2 separate regions of the Oncorhynchus mykiss genome follow, and region 2 is linked to region 1. Evidence: chromatin contacts called from public Hi-C data. All regions are on one chromosome and are shown on one strand. Each heading gives the region's core, a stretch centred on a gene start, on an enhancer-like site or on the middle of the called end of the contact. The rest is flanking DNA. Distances are from core to core; before and after follow the strand shown.

What was found. Hi-C and Micro-C count contacts between places; a contact is called where the count stands out from the background.
Region 2: a Hi-C map of liver shows a contact between it and region 1, with 6 times the contacts expected there. The contact joins the promoter of mrpl33 here to the promoter of fosl2 in region 1. A contact is called at or near these places in 2 of 3 Hi-C or Micro-C datasets (blood and liver).

The regions. Positions count from the first base shown.
Region 1 is chr25:2,474,742-2,480,953 of USDA_OmykA_1.1, reverse strand. It overlaps fosl2 (fos-related antigen 2), which reads left to right and starts at 2,241. Exons shown (of 5, transcript XM_021584323.2): 1 at 2,241-2,462; 2 at 2,836-2,955.
Region 2 is chr25:2,781,484-2,787,269 of USDA_OmykA_1.1, reverse strand. mrpl33 (39S ribosomal protein L33, mitochondrial) reads left to right here and starts at 2,307. Exons shown (of 4, transcript XM_021584330.2): 1 at 2,307-2,431; 2 at 2,826-2,844; 3 at 3,152-3,258; 4 at 3,836-5,273. The coding sequence starts at 2,410. The coding sequence ends at 3,885. rbks (ribokinase) reads right to left here. Exons shown (of 10, transcript XM_021584327.2): 10 at 5,266-5,545. The coding sequence ends at 5,372.

The DNA.
Region 1 (6,212 bases), core at 992-3,491:
ATTTTGGGTATCATCTTTCTAAGGGCTCCATCTGAATTCACCCTGCAACGTTCTTCTGAACTGCCACGCACAACTTGTTCTCAGTTGGCACAATTTTATTGGCTGCTGTCCGATTCAAACTGTAATCAGTTAAATGAAGAGTTGATGCGCTGCACACTTTTTCTAATAGCACCAGTTTAAATATTTGGGCATCAAGTCCCAAATATTGGAGGGCATCAAGTCAGGTCGAGTCAAAAGTCTCAAGTCGAAGTCAAGTCACGAGTCATTGGTGTTAAAGTCAAAGTCGAATTGCAAGTCATCATATTTATGACTCGAGTCCGAATCGATTCCAAGTCATGTGACTCGAGTCCAAGTCATGTGAATCGAGTCCACACCTCTGCTGGGCAATGAGCACCGATACTTTATATCTATAATTTCTCTTCGTATGACATGGATTGAAAAGGATTTGCCAGCAGATTGTTGACTTGATTCATGACGATGACTGCTTGTCTAGCTTGCTAGCTAAGATTTTGAAAGTATGATGTTGACATGATCAGTCCATTCAAAGCTACTGTAGATATAACGGGATTTGACTTCCTTTTATCTGTGGCCAATGACCTTGAGCCTTCTTGAATTGGCACTTCTAATGTAACTCTATGGCAGCACCCAAGGGGCTTGAAATTTCAAGCTCTCCCTGTAGATTTGGCGGTGACGTAGTGTCCCCATGAGTGATGGAACACTGAGCCAATCAGGGCGCACCTAGAGAACATTACCAACCCCTACGCTCCGTATTTTCCTCTGGCTGCCCCACCACCACAAAAAGCACTGAGCTAGGCTGAAACAGATGCATTTTGTAGCTGCCTTACTCAAGAAAGCAAAAAAAGAGACCATGTTTTTTGTATGCAGCTTTATTAACTCAATTATTATTATTTTTTACATTGTTTGCAAACTGATATGTGACTCGTATTAATGCCAAAATAACATGGAAAACTGGGGAAAGGAATGACTGGTCGCCACTGAGTGTTGCAGTTATCACACACTCAAATCAGTGTGCCTGGCACCTACTGCCATACCCTATTCACAGGCATTTCAATATTTTGTCTTGCCCATTCACCCTCTGAATGGCACACGTGCACAATCCATGTCTCAATAGTCTCAATGCTTAAAAATCCTTCTTTAACCCGTCTCCTCCCCTTCATGACTGAAGTGGCTTTAACAGGTGACGTCAGTAAGGGATCATAACTTTCACCTGGATTCACCTGGTCAGCCTGTCATGGAAAGAGCAGGTGTTCTTAATGTTTTGTTCATTCAGTGTAAGGCTCATCCTATATAACTACTGCTGTACACACCTTTTATATTCATATTCTGTCCATGATGTCTATACACACGTTATATACATATTTATATTCCTCTGACATTCATTCAAACATTTCTATATATCTTAATTCCTTTATTTTTATTTTTGGTATTTGCGTGTTTTGTTAGGTATTATTGCGCTGCTGGAGCTAAGAACATGAGCATTTCGCTACACCGGCAAAATATGTGTAGGCGACCAATACAATTTTATTTTATTTGACTAGCGGTGGAGAATATGGTAGCATTTCCTTCCATAATCTTCCCTCACTGCTGCTAGCCACATCTAGCTGTTGCTCGGGCTACACATCAGGGCAGGCATTTAAATTATAGAGCTGCGAAAAACTTCAAAGGGATATAATTCTCTCTCGTTCTGTCTCTTCGTGTGAAAACCAAAGGTTACAAAAACGTTGAATAGTCATGAGATGAAGATCTACACGGGTGGCAAGATATAACTGCACACGTCTTTGTTAATAACTGCATATACCTAACCTATTCTATGTGGCACAGAGACCCTATCCTTCTGAGCTTGAGGAGAAAATGCGGTGAGGGAGGGTAGGGAATCCCTCCAGTCTCTGACGTGCCTTTACCAAGGAAACCTTGTCCTCTCGCAACTGCCCATTTTAGGAAACATGCGTCAAAGGACTGTACCAAATCAGACAAACGGTGAATATAGAGAAACTTTATAACTTCCAACCCGATGATAAAATACACGTGCGTAAACATGTAGGCTTATCACAAGCATAGTACATCGACTCTAACGATGTTATGTATAACAATAAAGCTGATTTACGATACCTTGTGCTGATTTTTACAATATTAGCTATGATAACCCCTCAAGTGAAGTGTCTACGCCCAGACAGTGACGTGAATGAGCCTGCTTGCGTTGATAAGCGGCCGCAGTTCTCCGTCGTGCCATTGAAGTGAGTCATCCTAGTGTGGTGAAGGAATAGAAAAAGAAAGCTAGAACTGTTCCAGGGGAACAGCGGATTGCTGAAGTAGGCCTAAAGTGTGTCGCGGGGAAGAGATTCTGTAGAGTAGGCTGGGGTGGAAAGCAATTTTAAAGCCTCTGTATGTGACTCACTCGCAACGCAAGTCTATTCACCAACAACTCTGGATTGACTGCGAAAGTAGGTGACTTTTGTTCTTGAAGTTGGCTCTTGTAGCTCACCTGAATAGGCTACAGCAGTGACAAGGGAAAGAAGCAGGATATAATTATTTGGAGTGGACAAAAAATATAAATATTTTCAGTTTTACTTCTAGTTAATTACCTTAAAATATTTAATTTCGAAGAGCCTGGATTTATTGTACCAATAACCTATTTGAAAACACTTTTTTTTCTGGATTTCCACGTGTTTTAACGACTATTGCTTTCAAGTTGGTCACTTTCCAATCTGGTCCACTTTCAGCTCCCAAAAGGGATTCCACTGTCAGAGGATTTTTTGAGAGTTGGGAGCTCATATCAACTACTGAAATCTTCCTCTTTCCTGGATCATGTACCAGGACTACTCCGTGAACTACGACACCTCGTCCTGCGGCAGCAGCACTTCGCCGGTACAGCCAGAGTCATTCACAAGCGGCAGCAGCACGATCGGCAGTCCGATCTCTACCTCAAGCTACCAGGTAACGCAATACAACATAATATAATATTCTCTTTTCTCAAATTAAAATATTGGTATTCACAACTGTAAATTGAGTTTCATTGTATCGACATTTCGTCACTGTGCAGTTGTCTATGACACACTTTTAGATGGGTAACCCGGAGAGGCTATAGCGCTGTTCGTAATTAAAGGTGCTGTGCAATGCAATAGAGGTGCATATTATCTTTCTAATACACTGCTATGTACATGTTTTATTCAAGGGCCATTAAGAATATTATATTGATATTAAATATATTACTCCAAACTATAGCCTAGTGCTGTAGAGACTTTGTCTTCACATTTGGAGAAAGCGCGCCCGCGGTATCGCCTGTGATATTATCAGAATCTGCGCGCGTTATATTGTGATATTCTCCCAATATTTTCCAGACCTGCTCTGCAATAAAGTGAAATTTAATAGATTATATATGTGGTTCTGGCCAAGACACCGATGCGCGAGCGAAGTGCGTAAAAAAGGAACAAACCGACTCAATGCCGGATTTATGTTGAATGTCAGAAACCTGTGTTATGAAACCTGTGTTATGAACGACTGCTGAAAATGTACTTATTGACACATGTGTATGCGTAATCTGAATTGCAATATGCAATCAGGTATTGCTCAATCGCTGTAGCCTATAATTTAACACCCACGTGTTGCACTATAGAACTGGTCATTTGAAGTTGAGGGGACGTTTTTATTATAAAATACATATTTTGTAGACGGAAGAATATACTTTAGAAAGTGTTCATACTGTGGAGTCCACAAATAATTTAGGTATACGCACATTATAAGACCTGTTGAATGAGTATAAACTTCTATGAACACAGGAGGCAAGTTATCATGAGTTATAACACACACCAAACTGCGTATAGGTTGCTACAGCATATTTTGCCATTCTGATTGCTCTCAACATTTCTCCCCCAAGATATGGATTTAAATATAAGTTGGAATGTGTAAACCAAAGGGCTACCTTTTCCCTTGCACATGGGATAGCGACTTTATTCATGCGCATAACTTGGTCAAGGGGAACAAAAACATGCACTGATTCGATTCTACCAATCCTTCTCAGTGCCTTCTTGGTTAAGATAGCCTACTGTATGTCTCTGACCTGCTGATGATCAGTGATCATCACTGTAAAGCGAACAGAGCAATAACGAATATTGACTAGGACTCCACATTGGATAGAAGTTCTGCAACAAGGTCTATAGCGTCATTCAGTGGTGGTACGCTGCACATTGCACAATATAGGACATCCACCCATAGCTTCGAGGTTGTGTGTGTGTGTGTGTGTGTGTGTTGCAGATGGGGCCCATGTATCACGCACTGGCAGATTTTGTCGTGACATGGAAACGGCAGGTTAAGACGCTCACGATGCGTCTCCCAATGCGCCTTCGTTTATGTTGAAACATTTGGAAACTTCGAGGCAGGAATTTCCCCTAGATCCCATACAATGATTAGGCCTACATGTTTTTTTCTACCTGCTCTCTCGTCCTCTCGTTCTAGTGACATTCTGAGATATGATGCCCAGTGGCTATCATTGAGGAACAACCATAATCAGCATTTCACTTTAAATGCTATTCCTGACAAAATATGAGCTTTTAAGGTTGAAATGTATCGATATGTTTTATGAAAGTGACAGAGAGACAATGTGTCTTGTGTTTTCAGTCGTCTGGTGTTAGGTTGTCCGTGTCCAATTCACAACCCGCAGAAGGCCTACTAAGGCAAATGAAGGAGGATCTCTGCGCTACATTTAACAGCTTGTTCTTTCATAGATCTAGACCAGTGTTCTAAGTTAATTTCGTATAATGAACATTGCAACTGTTCAGATGTCCTCTCAGGCACTTGTCGGAAAACTGAGGGCTAAAAGAAGTGTCTCGTTTTTGTAGGTGAAAGGACCCGTCTGCCAAATGGCAACTGTTGTTTTGCTCCCGTGGGCGCACATATAACAGCTGGACTGGTCGTAGCGTTAAATAATATTGATCTTCCACTCCAGACCAGAACTCCCACGCATTTTACTTTGTTCTTTCAATCGTTTGTCTGCCTGAATCCGTCTTTTGAATTGACTTGGTTACATCAATTTCGAGATCATCATAACCACTTCCTTATTTGTTCCCGGTTTGACGCAGTGCCATAGGTGCTCTCTCTTCCCTGGACATGTTTACAGTATTATTGAGCCGAAAGTTCCTGGATGTTTACGTCATCCTTTAGTTTCTCGGGGGCGGAGGACAACTATTCTATTTGTTTAAGAGGCGAAATCCCAGCGCATAAGAGTAAGACTCTGGGAAAGGGGGTAACGTGTGGGAAGCTGTTTACCGGTGTTGTGTCGAAAATCTCCCCCCTGACAGAATCCCCCCCCCCCCCCCCCCCATCTAATTTCCTTAATTTTGTGGCTAGATTCAAATACTTTCTGTGACACACATCAGAGTCAAATACTTTCTATAGAACAAACTTCGTCAGGAGCGGAAACCGAAATTAATAATTAAAATTTGTGTGTTATATTAAACATAGAGGAGGGAGTCAAATGTTGGCAAGCAATAAACATTTCAGAACAACTATGGCTGAATTATTATCCTTACACTTTCAGAAATACCAGTCGAATAAGACATGGGAGAGATGACGCATTTTGTCAAAGAGATTTATTTATAGACTAATACAAAATCAGTAGCGGATTTAGGTACGGGCGACATATGGGCAGCCGCCACCGCCCCCTGGTGCGGGTGGGCGCGGGTTCGCTCAGAACGCCATAAAGCTAGAACCGCCACATACACTTGAAACAAATAGCCAAACCGAAAACTGCAGACAAAAATGTTTTTTCTGCTACTAGATCAGTGAAATGTAAGCTAAAATGACAACGGAGTGAAGAGCAGAAATCTCAACTAGCAAGCAAGTCGCAGCAATGAAGAAAGCAAAGGGGAGGGAGAATTCTCGGCACAACACCGGCATTAGCATACTGACTTGACAGCCTATGCGAGACAACTCACTAATTGGGCCGAGAAACGCGTAACATGTTGTATTTGTACCCTGCACCTGGAATTGTGGACAGTGTTTCACATTTGGAGTCTACTCACAGTCGATTCACCTATTGGCTCACAAATCAAATTTGCACAACAGCCTTCCTTTACCTATTTTCATATCCCCGGTTCTTACCAGAAATGTCTGTTACTTCTGTGTGGCAACCAGTCACCCCAATTACCATATCCAACCATTACCCCATTTAGGACTTTACCTTCTCGTTAGTTATT
Region 2 (5,786 bases), core at 1,058-3,557, 310 kb before region 1:
TGTAAATGTACAGTACATGACCTTGCATGACCATGACTAAAGCCTAATACTGTACATAAATGTTTGGTTCTGCAATAACTGTTATAATAACTAGGTTACATATTCAAATGCTTGTGTGAGAAGACTATAAGTACAACAATTGTATTCAGGAACAAACGCTCTGAATCACCCACCATCACCCTGTCCATTCAACTGGATTGGCCAACAACATGGCAAACTGCAATTTGTGATAATTGTCTTGGATGTTCTTTGCTCGTCTACCAGCGCTATTTTCAAATGATTATAAAACCAGTTAGGTATCTTCTCCTGGAAAACAAGACCGAGAGGGCTCCTAAAATAAGCCTCTCAGCTCAAATCCACTGACCTGTTGCGTACAGAGGATTCGATTATAAGACTCAACATCTCAGGGCTCGCTCAATTGGTGTAACCATGGCGACCGGATGTACAGCCGTGTGCGACATCACGGCCCATTCAATTAATGACCGACTAAGCAGAGAGACACGGCTTTGGTCGTAATGTATATTGTGCGGCAACCTGTTGTTCCTATGCTGTCATCTAACCCCTGCTGCTGTTACAACACCTATTTCTAACCATTGCGCAAAGCACATCATCTAATAGTAGAAATGCCCGTCATTGCTGCACTTTGGAGCGCTCTCTCTAAAATGACCTTTTGAAATGACAGGCTCTTTGTTCAGAAGTGACAAAAGCTTAAACCACCTCACACTCACTATATCATCACATTCTATTGGTTTGCAAGAGGCCTTTCCAATCTCATCTGAGGCCTCTCGGTGACACTAAAAAAGGACAAGTGCATTCAGCATTTGGCTGGTCTGAGTAAGGAAGGACTCAATGAGATTCTGTAGGGTCCAGGAGCTCACCTTTTCGTAGCATTCCCTATTCTTTATGTACAGTAAGGGAGAGGGGGAAAGTGCTGATGCAAGCTGGGGAGTGACAGCCACACAGTGTGGGGTGTCTGTGACTGTCTGTGTGCGTATGAGTCGTCTCACTTCCTCAGATACGGTTGTTAGGTCAGTCAAGTTGATGTGAAATAGCTGATAAAGAGATAGCTGCGATGGTTTGGAGGCAGACATCTCAGTGTTCTATTTAATTATGTGGTTTGTGGATTGTGTGTGTGTGTCTGTTTGCGCGCATGTGAGCATTTATGTGTGTGTGAGTTAATAAATCAAATGAATTCATATATCGACCGACACCCCTGCCTCATGGACTAATAATAAAGCTTAGGTATGTCTTGTAAAAATCCAAGTATCCTAGTTTAGACCATTCTGGAGCTGATGTAGTTGGCATACAAGTTGTCTCATTTCTACACCCCAATATGTCCCGTATCAGCAGATTTCTTTGTATTAGCTAATTTTGGCACCATTTACCATTTGACTGCAGCAAGCTGACCTGCTTCTTCTGTCTATAAGTCTGCCATCACTACCAGTCAGTCAGTCACTGGGCCACCATGGCAGTAGTCTGATCTCTCCAGCCAGGGAGGGGAGAGTGATGCTTATTTAACCTCCTTAGAGGCTGTGGGCTGCTGGAGTGTGTTGATTGTTGAGTGGGTGGAGGTGCTGGTGCTACTGCTGGTGGTGATGCTGAGGCTGGTGGTCTGAATTATCCCTCTGGTGACGCAGGTTTCTCCTCCACACACTTCCTGACAGCTGCTCCCTGCCTGCCTGCCCGTCTGCCTGCTTACGACAATAGGTTATATCCAACAATGTTACGTCCCTGTTCATTTCCTGAACGGCTAGGGTTAGAGAATGTGTTTTCAGCTTGCCGGTGTGGTATCGTTCTTGCCCTCTTGAACCGGTGTCTATCTGGTTGTTAGGTTCAATCTTTTCATTTGTTTTTGTGTTTTGAGGTTTTCCTTGTTGATTTACTTATCTTTCCCCATCTGTTATGGTGTCTGTTGAATTGATGTGCATGCACTACGTTGAAACTGGAAAGTTATTTTCTATATGAGAAAAGTGTACCTAAAACACATGATCAAAATACAACGTTACAAAAGATGTACTCATTCATTGAGTATGTTATGTACATATTGAGCCATTCTTTGATCACTGTAGCCTTGCTCTTGCGCTATTTAGGGTGCTGGCTGGAATGTAATTGGTTGCCAAATAATTAGATGCAATACGATAACAATATGTGGCTCTTAATCGCATAATAATACAACTAGTAGACCTGGTTTATCTCTTCAATTTAACAATAATATATATATATATATATATATATGTACTTCTAATAGTAGATACTCCAATTATTTAATAGGTGCAGAATAAACAAATAGCTCAGGGGCATGAAAGGGTTAATGACCCGAATGACAACGGCATTAACCCGGAAGTTGTGCTTTGGTATTTCAATGTGACTTACCCTAAACTAGCTAGCTGTTGTAATACTCTATTAAGTATGTTCCTCACTGCTGTAAATCGTGAGTATGATTGAATACGTTGCTGTATATTGTAGTTTTTCACTAAGTTGTATGGCGAAATATAGAATTGGCTGGCTCTATGCATGTCTGTGGTTAGCCGATTTTAGCTAGCTAGCTAGCTATGATTCACTGGCTAGTAGCATTGAAGTCAGCATGTCATTTGTTAACTAACGTTAGCTAAATTAAGTAGTTAGCTACATTCTGAAACAATGTTTTATAGATGGAGATGTCGTATTGATTATCGTTAGCTTGCACAATCAGAAGCTAAGCTAGCTAGCCATGGCAAGTGTTCTACTAATTAACTAGTTAGTTAAACCGAAAGCTAGCTAGCTACCTAAGGGAGTTATGATCTTGCCAATCTGATTTCATTATCTGATCTCTTCCATACACACAGTGGCCAAGGCCAAGTCAAAGTAAGTAAATTATTTCCTTCTCCAGCTCATAATTTGTGTATAGAGGTCCTACTTTATTACCATATCTAATCCATGTATCATTTATTATACCCTCAGCTAAGCTACTTTCTAGTAAAAGCTTCATACAGTAGAAATTGGAATTTAGGTTTGATGTCTTTCTCTGAACTGTTTGCTGTAATATTATCCTCAATCTGCTCTTTGATAAAAGTGACCCAAGGAATAGCAATGAGCATGTAGTATATCTTTTTCATAATTATTGTGGCCTATAACATGTGTTATCACAAAGTAACCATTGCCTTTGTTACAGGACTGTCCTAGTGCAAATGGTGAGTGCTGCTGGGACAGGTTACTGCTTCAACACCAAGAGGAACCGACTACGCGATAAACTGGTGCTGCGAAAAAATGACCCTTTTGGTAAACTACAAACCCTCTCTGATTAGCATTGTATGGAAGCAAACTATTACACTCGCTCTCAGGGAGTTATCACTGATGCCAAGTGGACACTGGCCTCTCACAAGGGCTGTGTCTGTAAACGTTACTTGCAGCCAAGTCCTTGCTTTCGCCATCTTTGTTTCTCTCAAAGCTCATTGGTCCTCATTCGGACCTCCTCCTCCAATGAGCTGAGAGGAATTAGCCTAAGGAAACATGGACAGGGGACCCAAGTGTTTTTTTACAGAAAATTTCAGACACAGCCAGTGTGGCTTTAACGTAGACGAGCCATATGACATCATCGTACACAAAGAACCAATAGTGGCATTTTGCTGTCCTACTGTCTATAATGAGTGATGTAATATTCAGCTTATATCAGGTAACATTTGTGTTTGAGATAATTCAAATCATATACTATATAGGCCTAGTAATTTGCCCCTGCTTGAAAATGATACCCTCACAATTATTTTAATTGGTTTGCAATGCTTACCTGATAAACCTACACTTTGCACATAGCTGTTCATTGTGCACCCACTTCAGAATTGTATTTCTGTCTTTGCAGTAAACAAACACGTCCTCTTTCACGAAAAGAAGAAGATCAGGTCGATTTAACCATGAACGGCAAAGAACGAGACTTTTGAATCTCCAACATCTAATCAGATGATTTCACTGACATTGTCTAAAATGTGTCGACCGTCATTCGCGAGAAGAGCTAAGGAGTTCCTATTGGACTATTCATGGGCCACACCAACTCATTGTTAACATTTGGGATGAACCAAGCGGTATCAAAACCTCAAGTAGTTCTGTTTCCATTCACATCAATAACCAGGTTTCCATCCAACATTTTGTGAGTACAGTACATGTCGGATAGAAATTTCAAGACAGGCCTGATGGAACCAGCAAATTTGTCAGTAAACTTTCCAAAGGTCGACGACAGAATACATGTCGTAGTGGGCGAACCACACAACATATCATGACTCCCAAGTTTACTTCGATATGATGGTTATTATATCAATATTTAAATTATGTGATAAGTGGCAGTGGAAACCCCTTTATGCGCAAATATTGATATAATAACCATCATATCATAGTAAACTTGGGAGTCATGATATGTTGTGTGGTTCTCCCACTACGACTTGGGAAAGCATGCAATTGGCTACAGATTAAATAAGTTGTGAACTTCACAGGGTGGAAAAAGTGCACAGTGATGAGCTTAATGCTCCTTTCCAATACATATTGAGGGTCTTATTCTGTTAACATGATGATCGGCTGCCGTTTGACTAATAATCTCCATCTTATCCATAACAATCAATCGTCATCATGCACAGCCTTTTATCCGCAACAAGTCAATTTGATGGAAACATCTCTGGTGGGAAAATGTGCATATTTTAGAATATTTGCATGAATATCTTGCCAATTAGATGGAAACCTAGCTATTGAGACAATTATTCCTCAATAAGTAAGAAGTAGCTTGTTTCATGTTTTGGTCCACTTGTATGTTATTTCTCAAACGTAGGCACATTGCATTTATAATCTTTGTTCTGCAAGAGTATCATATCTGCCATTAAGAAATAATGGAAACATGAAAGAAGGACAACTGTTCACTTATGTTTCACACTGAATGATCATAAGCTTTTACAACATTATGGTAATTCAGTACAGAACTTTTTTTTGTCTAGACAAACTAGTCTGGGTTTGGCGTTAACTTTTTCACTAGTTTTTCTGACATGTAAATTATTTGTATCATTGTAGGTCAGAATAAAATTTAAATGATTCAAGTTGTATTTTCCCTCTTAAATGTGTTTGACATTTGTTGATTTTGTCAAAGCTTATGAAAAACAGTGAGTGAAATTGTTTCAATGATGAGTTTGTGGAACACTAGTATGAAACAATGTATTTAAATCTCATCATTGGACACATTGGAATATAAAAAAAATAATTTATGACAATACTGGTATGGCAGATTAATAAAGTACAATGGTCATCATTCCATTAAGTTATTTACATAGTCGTTTAATTACTTGATACAGTACTTGGCACAGTGTTTTAGATAGTTCAGGCTCACAGTGTCCATTTAGCGTGCAAGTTGCTGTCTTCTCTAGAAAAGGTCTGTGGGTAGGTCCTTTTTAGAGGGATAAGACGCCTGTGTCCCAATTGTCTGTACACTCACTCCTGCCACCTGATTGGCTCTCCTGGCCATCTCTTCCAGGGACATTGTAGGGAAGTGAGCCATGTAGAAGGCCAGGGCACCAATGAAACTGTCTCCAGCTCCCTGTGTAGAGACAAACAGTCGTTACTACTCCAATACTCACATAGCAAAACAAACACGCACTGAATGTGTCAACAATTCAATTGAAATGTAGGCTAATAAGAGTTATTTTGAAAGGACAAAGTACTTTCTGTGAACAACAATGACCTTCCTGCGAGAACTCATTAATTCCTTCATTTAGAATTGAATGTAAGTGGAAAGGGGGGATACCTAGTTAGTTGTACAACTGAATGCATTCAACTGA